Regions from separate parts of the Mus musculus genome. Here region 2 is linked to region 1. The links are chromatin contacts, called in public HiChIP or PLAC-seq maps. All regions are on one chromosome and are shown on one strand. Each heading gives the region's core, a stretch centred on a gene start, on an enhancer-like site or on the middle of the called end of the contact. The rest is flanking DNA. Distances are from core to core; before and after follow the strand shown. Region 1 holds the start of Tbx20 (T-box 20). Region 2 holds the start of B3gat1 (beta-1,3-glucuronyltransferase 1 (glucuronosyltransferase P)).

Region 1 (3,950 bases), core at 584-3,083:
CAGGAATTTTGACCTGAGATCTTCTTTTCCTACTGGGTACCAAAATGAGATGGGGGTATTAAATTCCCTAAGTACAAGGATAATGATCGGAAGCCTCAGCAGGTCCAACTTGGACAGTAGTAGCCAATGCTCTCTCTAAATAATCAGGATTTGTTGGCTTGCTCACATTGCCTTCGCAGATCTTGACTTAGGTGGAAGTTAGGAGTTCTTATTCACACTCATTTCCCTGTCTTACATCTCCTTGGTACCACTGTTGTTTTGGACTTTAGTAATCTCCTGTCACTGTGTAAACTCCTTAGTTTCCCAAGCCCCTTTCTTCTCTAGTGTTTATCTTGGATGTGAAATGTATTAGAGTTGGGAAGGGATAGCGAAAAAGAAAAAAGTGATGACTTTTTTCAACTGTCTTAACTTAGCTACTTGATTTCTGATAGTCGGCGATTAGGGTGTGCGATAATTATTACCAAGGCCCTTAGAATAGCAACTCATTTTCCCTGGGTTGTAAGGGTTTTCAGAACCCCTATCCTGAGCAGTTGCTTTTATACAACTCTCGTGTGCTCAAGACACCCTCACCGCTCATCTCTCTTTAATCTGTGCCTAGTTTCCTCTGTAAAGAAAACAGTTTTTATAGAGACAGTGTTAAATTTCGAGGAATTTGGGGAGGCCTTGCCAGTCTCAATTGAAAATCGCAAGTATAAAATGGGGGTTCCTGACCAAAAAAAAAAAAAAAAAAAAAAGCCGGCTCTTGCGTGGAAAAACCGGCCTATTTTATAGTCCTTTTCAGACATATTAAGACTGTTAATTGTGATAGAAAAATTAAACTGGCTTCTTGTGAAGTCTCAGAGTCTTTGATTCCAAGCGCAGGCTTGGGTGTTATATACCACCGTGGATCCCGAATCTTAACCCTTACTTGTCCTTGAATTTGTTTTCATTCAAACAAACAAATTTGTACAGCATTCATACTATCTAAGTGATGTCGAGATTCCAAGAAACTGGGGAAAGCGAATACAAACACAAGCCGGTAGTGAGAATTCACTACCTTTAATTGATGGTGAAGCCTCCAAAGAAAACTTGAGAGGAAAAGAAAAAAAAAAAGTCTTTCTCCCAGGACCGAATTCTGGTCCATACTCTGAGACTTAGCAGTAGATCCAGACGGTAGAAAAAGCCACCTTTGCTTCCCGCGGAGCAAACTGCCCGCACCCGGGAAACAGATTAGCAGGGCCCATACTGACTGCCTAGTACCCCGACTTACCCAGGGGTTTGATGGTGTTCTCTGCTGCCTCCTTCTCCTTGGGGCCGCCGCTGGACATAAGCGCGGCGATGGAGAAGGCATTGGCTCGAGAGGAGAGCTGGGGCTTGGGCGACGCCGTGAACTCCATGGTTCCCAGCGTGCGGTCCTGCTCAGGAACCTGGACTGACAAACCACAGTCCAGCTTCCCCAAAGGGAGACAAAGACCCGAAACTGCAGCTCAAAGTTCCAGAGAGCAAGCAAAGCGGAACTGGGGACCCCCCCGAAGCGTCCGTTCCCAGGTTTTGATGGCCTCTCCAGTCCACTAGAGCAAAGCAGGGGAGCCGCAGAGACTTCGAACCAGCAGGAAAGCAGGGTGGGGACCAGCCGGGAACTCAAAACTGTAAGCCCACTGCGCAAAACGCGGGGTCCCCAGCACCCACGCCGAGTTCTCCCTCCCTTCCCTCCTTGGGTCCGCTGAGTGGCCCAAGTCCGAGGAGGTGACGATCGGCGTGGGACTCTAGAGGGTGCGGAAACCAGGGAGTCGGATCTCCTCTCTGCAGAGCGCAGCAAGGCGCGACCTAAACTGTGCCTAGGCGCCTGCTGCCTCGCGCCTTAATTTGCTGGCGGTGGCCATCCCTGCGGGCAGCAGCCAGTCAGCGTGGTCTCACGTCACTGCTTCCAGACTGTGCGGAGTGGGGCGGGGCCGAGCGGCGCAGGGAGAGAGCGCCTAGGGCACTGCGCCCTCCTGCCTCTGCGCTCCCGGTGGAGAGCCGGAGAAGACGCACAGTGAACAGGGTGGCGGAGCTAGCCGGACCGCCTCCGCCCAGAGTCTCAGATCCCGCAGGAGGGAAGCATGCGCTGTCTAGAGAGGCACTTTCACTGCTACCCAGAAACAGGCATTTGCGTTGCTCTGGACTGAATGTCACCAAAGGAAGTCCTACTGAGTTCCGCATTTTCTACCTTTCCTACTGGAGCTCCCAAATAGTTGAGAAGGGCCCAGTAGAGCAAATTCCTCATCGCTGAGCGGCATTAACCTGGTGACGCAGCACAGTGCCTAGTGCTAGGTCCCCTACTTGACAGTCCCCAAGTTATGTCTCTTTTCACAGAGAGCTGGAGAGGCAGGGCTCTGGGAAAGAATGCTGAGCTGCAGGGTGCCTGTAGGAAGGATACTTTGTTTTGATTTTTTGTTTGTTTTTGTTGATTTTGTTTTTGGCGAACCTGGCTTTCTGCTGTGTGGTGGTTTGTTTCCCTTCTAGTCTGGGTTTTCTATTCTGGAGACTCTGAAAGTAGGGAAGTGGCCTGAAGCAAGGAGGGGGGGTCAGGACTTGGAGCTCTAAGGGGACCATGCGATGCATAGTGACTTTCTGGCTCCTCCCCCGCCCCCCCCCCACACGGAACCATCTATCTGCCTTGCAGACGCAGACTGGGCTAAGGACTTCCCACAGCCTTGTGGAGGGAGTCCTGTTGGCCTTGCTCAGTCTAAATAATTCGAATTCTCCAAATTCGCGGGGTAATCCGCTTCACTCTCAACCATGTAAACTCTAGAGGACACACACACTCAAGCTATACTTGTAAATATTTGCTCTCCTTTCCAGCCAGTTGATCTGGCGATTAGGAACCTCTTGGTAGGTCTTAAGGGGGTAGGGGAGGGGTGGGGTGAAGAACATAAAAAGAAAGACATACCCTGTCTCCCATTGCATCCTCTTCACAGCTCCCGAAACATAGTTATGGGCGAAATCGAGAGCCAGAATAACTATGAAGAACATCCCGTGTAAACAGAATGTTGGCATCTGAGGAAGTTCTGATTTAGACTGGCCTGGCCATCCTGTCTATGTTTGCTCGTTTCAGCATTTGGGTTGTAATGTGTCAATGTTGAGGGAAATTAGAAATTAGTAAAACTGCAGACTTTTCATACTAGAAGGTTTTTTTTTTTTTTCCTTGTCTGGACCAACTACTTTGAAAAGATCGAAGGTGACAAGTTGGCAGAGCAGTGTCTCTTTTTTGCAAGTCTCCCCCATCCTCCAACCATGTCCCAGTCATTCCCCTCTCCTCCCCACAGGTCAGGAATCTCTGGACTCATAAGTGTGTGCAAGTCAGTAGAGAGTATCAGATCTCCTGGAGCTGGGATTACAGGCTGTTGTGAGCCCTCTGTGTGGGTGCTAGGGAGTGAAGTCCTCCAGATCTCTAAAGAGGAGCAAATGCTTTTAGCTGCTCATCCATCTCTCCTGGCCTTAGATACAATGTCTCAATCAAGGTAGTGTTTTCTTTTTATTGTAAGGTTCCCATTGGTTTGCTTCTTGTCTGATTTTTTTAGAGTTTGTCAAGGAAGATGGATTTATTTGAAGAAGAGAGTTTTTGTTTTTGTTTTTTTAATTTGGGAGAGAGAGGTTTACTTAGACCTTGATATAATGTTTCAACTAATGTAGATTTTGTTGGTTGGATCTAGTTTTCAATAGCTCACTGTGTTGTTACACCCTAATTAATAAAACTATTATTCCATCTTATAAGGGGAGGTACTGTCTTTACTACCTTAGCAGCTTAGATTGTTGGAATGGCATCCTGAAAGATACATCAGTTTCAGAGAAGCAGACTGAGCACAGGAAAGCAGAATTGCTGAACTTGCTTTCCCTTTTCCTACAAGTGCCACTGTGTCCCAGTTCTAGGATGTTTGTGGGCAGAAAATCACTCAAAAGCAGAAGAGACTGCGCAAGTGGGAGGAGAC
Region 2 (4,558 bases), core at 269-2,768, 2.0 Mb after region 1:
CTGTGGGCATCAGCTTCCCTGTTGGTAAGAATCAGCCTCCAAGATCATCTCTGCCCTGTCACTTAGTAATTTTGGGTGGTATGGTTTCCTCAAGGAGATGCAGCAAGACAGCATGCCCTGGGCTCCCTGGTATGGAGTAAGGGGAGAAGAGTCTGGAGAAAGCCTCTCTCTAGAGACAGTAATTCTGTATTTTCTATGGGATGTTGTAAACTGTGACTACTACCTAACCTCAAAGCCTTGAAGAACAGAATTGATTCTAGAGCCTTTACACCACTCAACTTCACCCAAGAGGAGAACCAGGCTTCATCCTGATAGGCAGAGGTGATGGTGAAGAGCTGTGGGCTCAGCCTCAGCCCACAGTATAAAGTACGTTTCAACCCAGCAATGCCTAGCGGTGGAGCTGGTCTTTTGGAGTTTTGAAGAGGACACAGCTGAAGGCCCTGACCACAGGTGTCAGTGAGGACTATCAGCAATATAAACCTGAAGGTGCATGGATGGCATCTTAGGCTCTGGCAAGTAGACAATAGCATTTAGAAATCTCCCACTGGATGACTGCATGGCAGAGAGAGAGGGAGAGAGAGAGAGAGAGAGAGAGAGAGAGAGAGAGAGAGAGAGAGAGAGAGAGAGAGAGAGAGACAGAGACAGAGAGAGACAGAGACAGAGAGAGAGAGAGAGAGAGAGAGAGAGAGAGAGAGAGAGAGAGAAACTCCCTGTATCCTAGCATCCCAGCATCCCAGCCCCCCAATACCTAGAAATTCCTGGATGGCCTGCCCACCCACATTGGCCATCTCTTCATTCTGCACCAGACTGTGCCTCCTGCCTCCTTGTTAGATGCCCAGTGCTGGGGGGCGGGAAAGCAGAGTGACCCTCAACATTTTGGCATATCCTTAAAAGAAAGAAGCAGTGCCCACAGGTGGGGCTGCCCCACTGGCAGGCTCCTTGGGGACTCCTACCTCCGACCCATACAAACAACCCTGTATCCACTTCGGATTGCCCGAAGCCAAGCTGGGGGCCGCACCCTCTTTCACAGCCGCACTCATTCCAGCTCAGTGTCTTAGTCCCGCAGAACCGTGCCCCACCGCAACCCCCAAACCCTCAGCATCCCAGCCCGGAAACAATCGCCCTTTGAGAGAAGCTGCCAAGCCAGGGGCCTGAGCAGCCAGGATTGAAGGATGGAGGCGGGTGAGCTGGGGGTGCCGGCAGGGCGGGCGCGCTCTCACTCGAGCCAAAGCTGGGGTGCCCTGGGCCCCGCCCGAGGCCACTCCAGCATCCAAACGAAGTCCCAGACGCCCCAGAGGGAGGGCCACAGAGGAGAGAGCAGGGAGGTGATACCAAGCTAGAGGAGGGGGTCCAGCGTCGGCCCCCGCCTCAGCCCGCGAGGTTGGTACGGACCGCGAGTGGCTCGGGTCCCGCCGGCAGCTCGCGCTCGCGGGGGCGGGGTGCGTGGGGGCGGGGCGGGAGGCGCTGTCACAGCCGCGGCCGCACCGCGCATCCGCCGCCGCCAGCGCCGAGGGCACCACGCGCTGGCCCGCTCGGCTGGGCTCCGGCCGCGCGCCCAGCCATCCCGGCCCGGCCGGCCCGCGCGTCGCCTCTTGGGGCTCCGATCGCCGCCCCGCGCCTCGCCACCCGCGCCCTCCTGCGCGCTCCAGGGTTCTGGCCGCTGCCTGGCTGAGCCCAGAAGCAGCGGGGCCGTGATAGCGGGCCGGCCGGGGCTGCGGACGAGTGGGCCCGCGGCTATGAAGTGGCCCCCGAGGGCACGGAACCGGAGAACGCCTCGAGAGAGAAGCGCGCGCATCGCAGGGCAGCAGCCTTGGGTCGCTGGGGCCAGGGTATAGGACTGCCACCCGCTATGGACTGCGCCAGGGACGATATGGACTCGCTGCCGCAGGTCAGTGTCCGGCGCCCTGAGCCCCCACCTCCGCGGTGCACAGAGCCCCTTTATGCGTCCCCATCAGTACCCACGCCATGTCCGCCCGCGTGCGCGCGCGGTGTGTGTGTGTGTGTGTGTGTGTGTGTGTGTGTGTGTGTGTGTTGCACAAAATAGGAACATCCATCGGGAAATAGGGCCGGCTGGCAGGGCCTGCACCTGAGAGGATAGGAAATAAAGCTCGGATGCTGCCTGCCCCGCTCCATTAGGATGAAGGCAAGAACTGGTTCTCTGAGTCTTCTAACAACTGGTCTTTCTCTTAGCTCTTCTGTCCCTTGCCACCTCAGCAGGTGGTTCTTAGTGGCCCATAGGATTATAGGAGAAGGGGTCAGCTCTAGCTGCACCCCTACTCACCGGCAGGGACCCCAATCTCTCTGTCTTTCCTGGACATTTACAAATTAATTCTTTTCAGGGGAACCAAGTGACGCTCATCTTTCCTGTGGGTGCTGGGAGCCAAGAGATGTGGAAAGTGACAGTGAATCTTAGAGACCTTCAGTGCAGTAAAGCGGAAGGAGGCAGGGCCAGGTCATTACCTTCCTCTGTGCACTTGATCATACAAGTTCAGAAAAGGAAACTGAGATGTGAAGTAAGAGGAAAAAGTATCAGATCCCGCACCCCAGGGAACCGGAGTGTCAGACTCCTCTTAAGCAGCTCAGGTCAAGAGCCCACCCACTCCCAACTCACCCCACCCACCTACAGGAACTTGGTTTTCATGAGCTACCACTTTCTTAGCCGGATCTAGTCCTAGTGCACTCACTGGACAGCTTATAGAAGGTGGAGCTGAGATGACCCCCCAGATTTCTAAAGGCACAGGACCTTGAGCAGGGCTTTTTGTTGACAGTGGATTCCCCCATGCTTGAGTGGTACTTCTTTACGGAGACCAGTTTAGCTGGAGTGCCCAGCAGAATCTCGATCTTGGACTATCTGGCATACAGTTGCAAGTGAACGAGACAGCTATCCATATGCCTGACACAGAAATAATGTGCATGTGGTGTGTGTGTGTGTGTGTGTGTGTGTGTGTGTGTGTGTGTGTGTGTGTAAATGGCAAGCACGGGGCTTCACAAGTGACTGGTATTGAGGTGGGTATTTAGCTGTGTAGGGCTGTTGTTGTTCTAGTCTTCTGTCCTTAGCATCTCCCTTTTCTGTCAAGAGTCACTACAGAGAGGAGGCATTTCCTTTTAGAACCTGCTCAGTTGGTGAGCACTATTGAACCAAACATCAAGTCCTTTCTGTGTTCATGCAAGACAAAGATCCTTGCCATGAAACCTTTGCAAAGCCTCCCACTCTGCTCAGTTCACTTGCAGGATCTGCCAAGGTCCTGGGCTCGCATTCTGTCTCCTCTCTGCCCCTTTCAAAAAGAGAAAAAAACGCTTCCGAGGGTGATGGGACCAGGGAAATGAATGCATGCATACCCGCACTTGGCACTGAGACCATTGTCTTGCTGCTCCCATTTGTACAGCTGCTCTCCAAGGGCTTAGGGATCACCCTGTGCCTGTGGGCGTGGTTGGATCTGTGCATGTGCTTTCTGGGTGAGGTGCTACTGAATGCTCCACCTGAACCCTGGGCAGGAAAATCACTAAAGGGGACCCAATTACAGGATGGGAGCCTGTAGCAAAGAACAAGCTGCCCAGAGGAAGACGCCCACTTCTGCTCAAGCTTTTTATTAGATTTGAATTTTCCCCACAATGTTTAGGGAGGACCGAGTCTATTGTGCCTTCATGATATGGAGCCCAGAATGATGAGATTTTTATAAGGATGAAATATGGAAGAGGGTGAGCTGACTAAAGAGCCAGGCTCTAGGCCAGGGAGTCCAGTGGCAGCATGTAGCTAGAAGAGAAGAATAAGGATTCCTGAGTGCTTCTCTGTCTGTAGGAGAGGCCTGGCTTCAGCGAAAGGAGAAATCAGAGACTAGGAGAGGCAATGAGATGGAGACAGAGTGAAGCCTTAGACAAGGTGCAAGTCTTCTTCAACAAATATGCACACCATAACTTTACCAATCATCCTCTCCTGGGGGAGGCCCCTCACTGGAGCTGGTGGACTGTCTACTGAGAAAGACTCTGATGGAGTAAGGGTGGCTCACAACATGGATAGGTCATGTAATCAAATGCAAACTGCTCCAGAACTATTGAGAGCCACCTGCTGTGGCATCACCCAGTGTGAAGGGTTGTTCTCCTTCTGGCCTTTGCCATTCTTACCTGGCATGTAGTGTGGCAGAGAAGGAGGCAGAGTATGGGCAAGCCTGACACCTAGGGAAGAAGGAGAGAAGCCTCTGTCGTGTGTATCATCCTTCTTGTCAGGGCTCCAGATGAGCAGATCTTTAGAAATCCCCCAAGGACCAGCTAGGAGACATAGTCATGATCCAGAGGTGAAAGACCTCTATAAGGGCTTGCTGGGGTCCTTCATGTCAGTACATCTGTCCCCAGCTAAATGGATTTTGACGAAAATGAGTCCTCTTAACACATGCTTTTCTTACAGTCTATAAATTGGGGAAGTAACATCCTTTTAGACTGTTAAGGATAAGGGCTATGAATGTTAATTTCATTTATATCTTTTATACATTCTCCTTCCCTCCCCTATTCTCCCAGTATCTGGGTCTTCCTCCTCTTAACCTATGTTAATCTAACCTCCAAC

What was found. HiChIP or PLAC-seq counts read pairs in DNA pulled down with a chosen protein or histone mark.
Region 2: a contact with region 1 is called in an H3K4me3 HiChIP or PLAC-seq map of embryonic forebrain, with 4 times the contacts expected there. The contact joins the promoter of B3gat1 here to the promoter of Tbx20 in region 1. A contact is called at or near these places in 1 of 39 promoter capture datasets (pre-B cells) and 1 of 115 datasets of contacts at active chromatin or transcription factors (embryonic forebrain).

Annotation. Positions count from the first base shown.
Region 1 is chr9:24,772,470-24,776,419 of GRCm38.p6, forward strand. It overlaps Tbx20 (T-box 20), which reads right to left and starts at 1,834. Exons shown (of 8, transcript NM_194263.2): 1 at 1,250-1,834. The coding sequence starts at 1,376. Gm29824 (a long non-coding RNA gene) reads left to right here and starts at 3,255. Exons shown (of 3, transcript XR_870586.1): 1 at 3,255-3,482; 2 at 3,886-3,950.
Region 2 is chr9:26,732,290-26,736,847 of GRCm38.p6, forward strand. It overlaps B3gat1 (beta-1,3-glucuronyltransferase 1 (glucuronosyltransferase P)), which reads left to right and starts at 1,519. Exons shown (of 7, transcript NM_001310766.1): 1 at 1,519-1,888. It overlaps Gm48393 (a long non-coding RNA gene), which reads right to left and starts at 594. Exons shown (of 4, transcript XR_003948112.1): 1 at 1-594.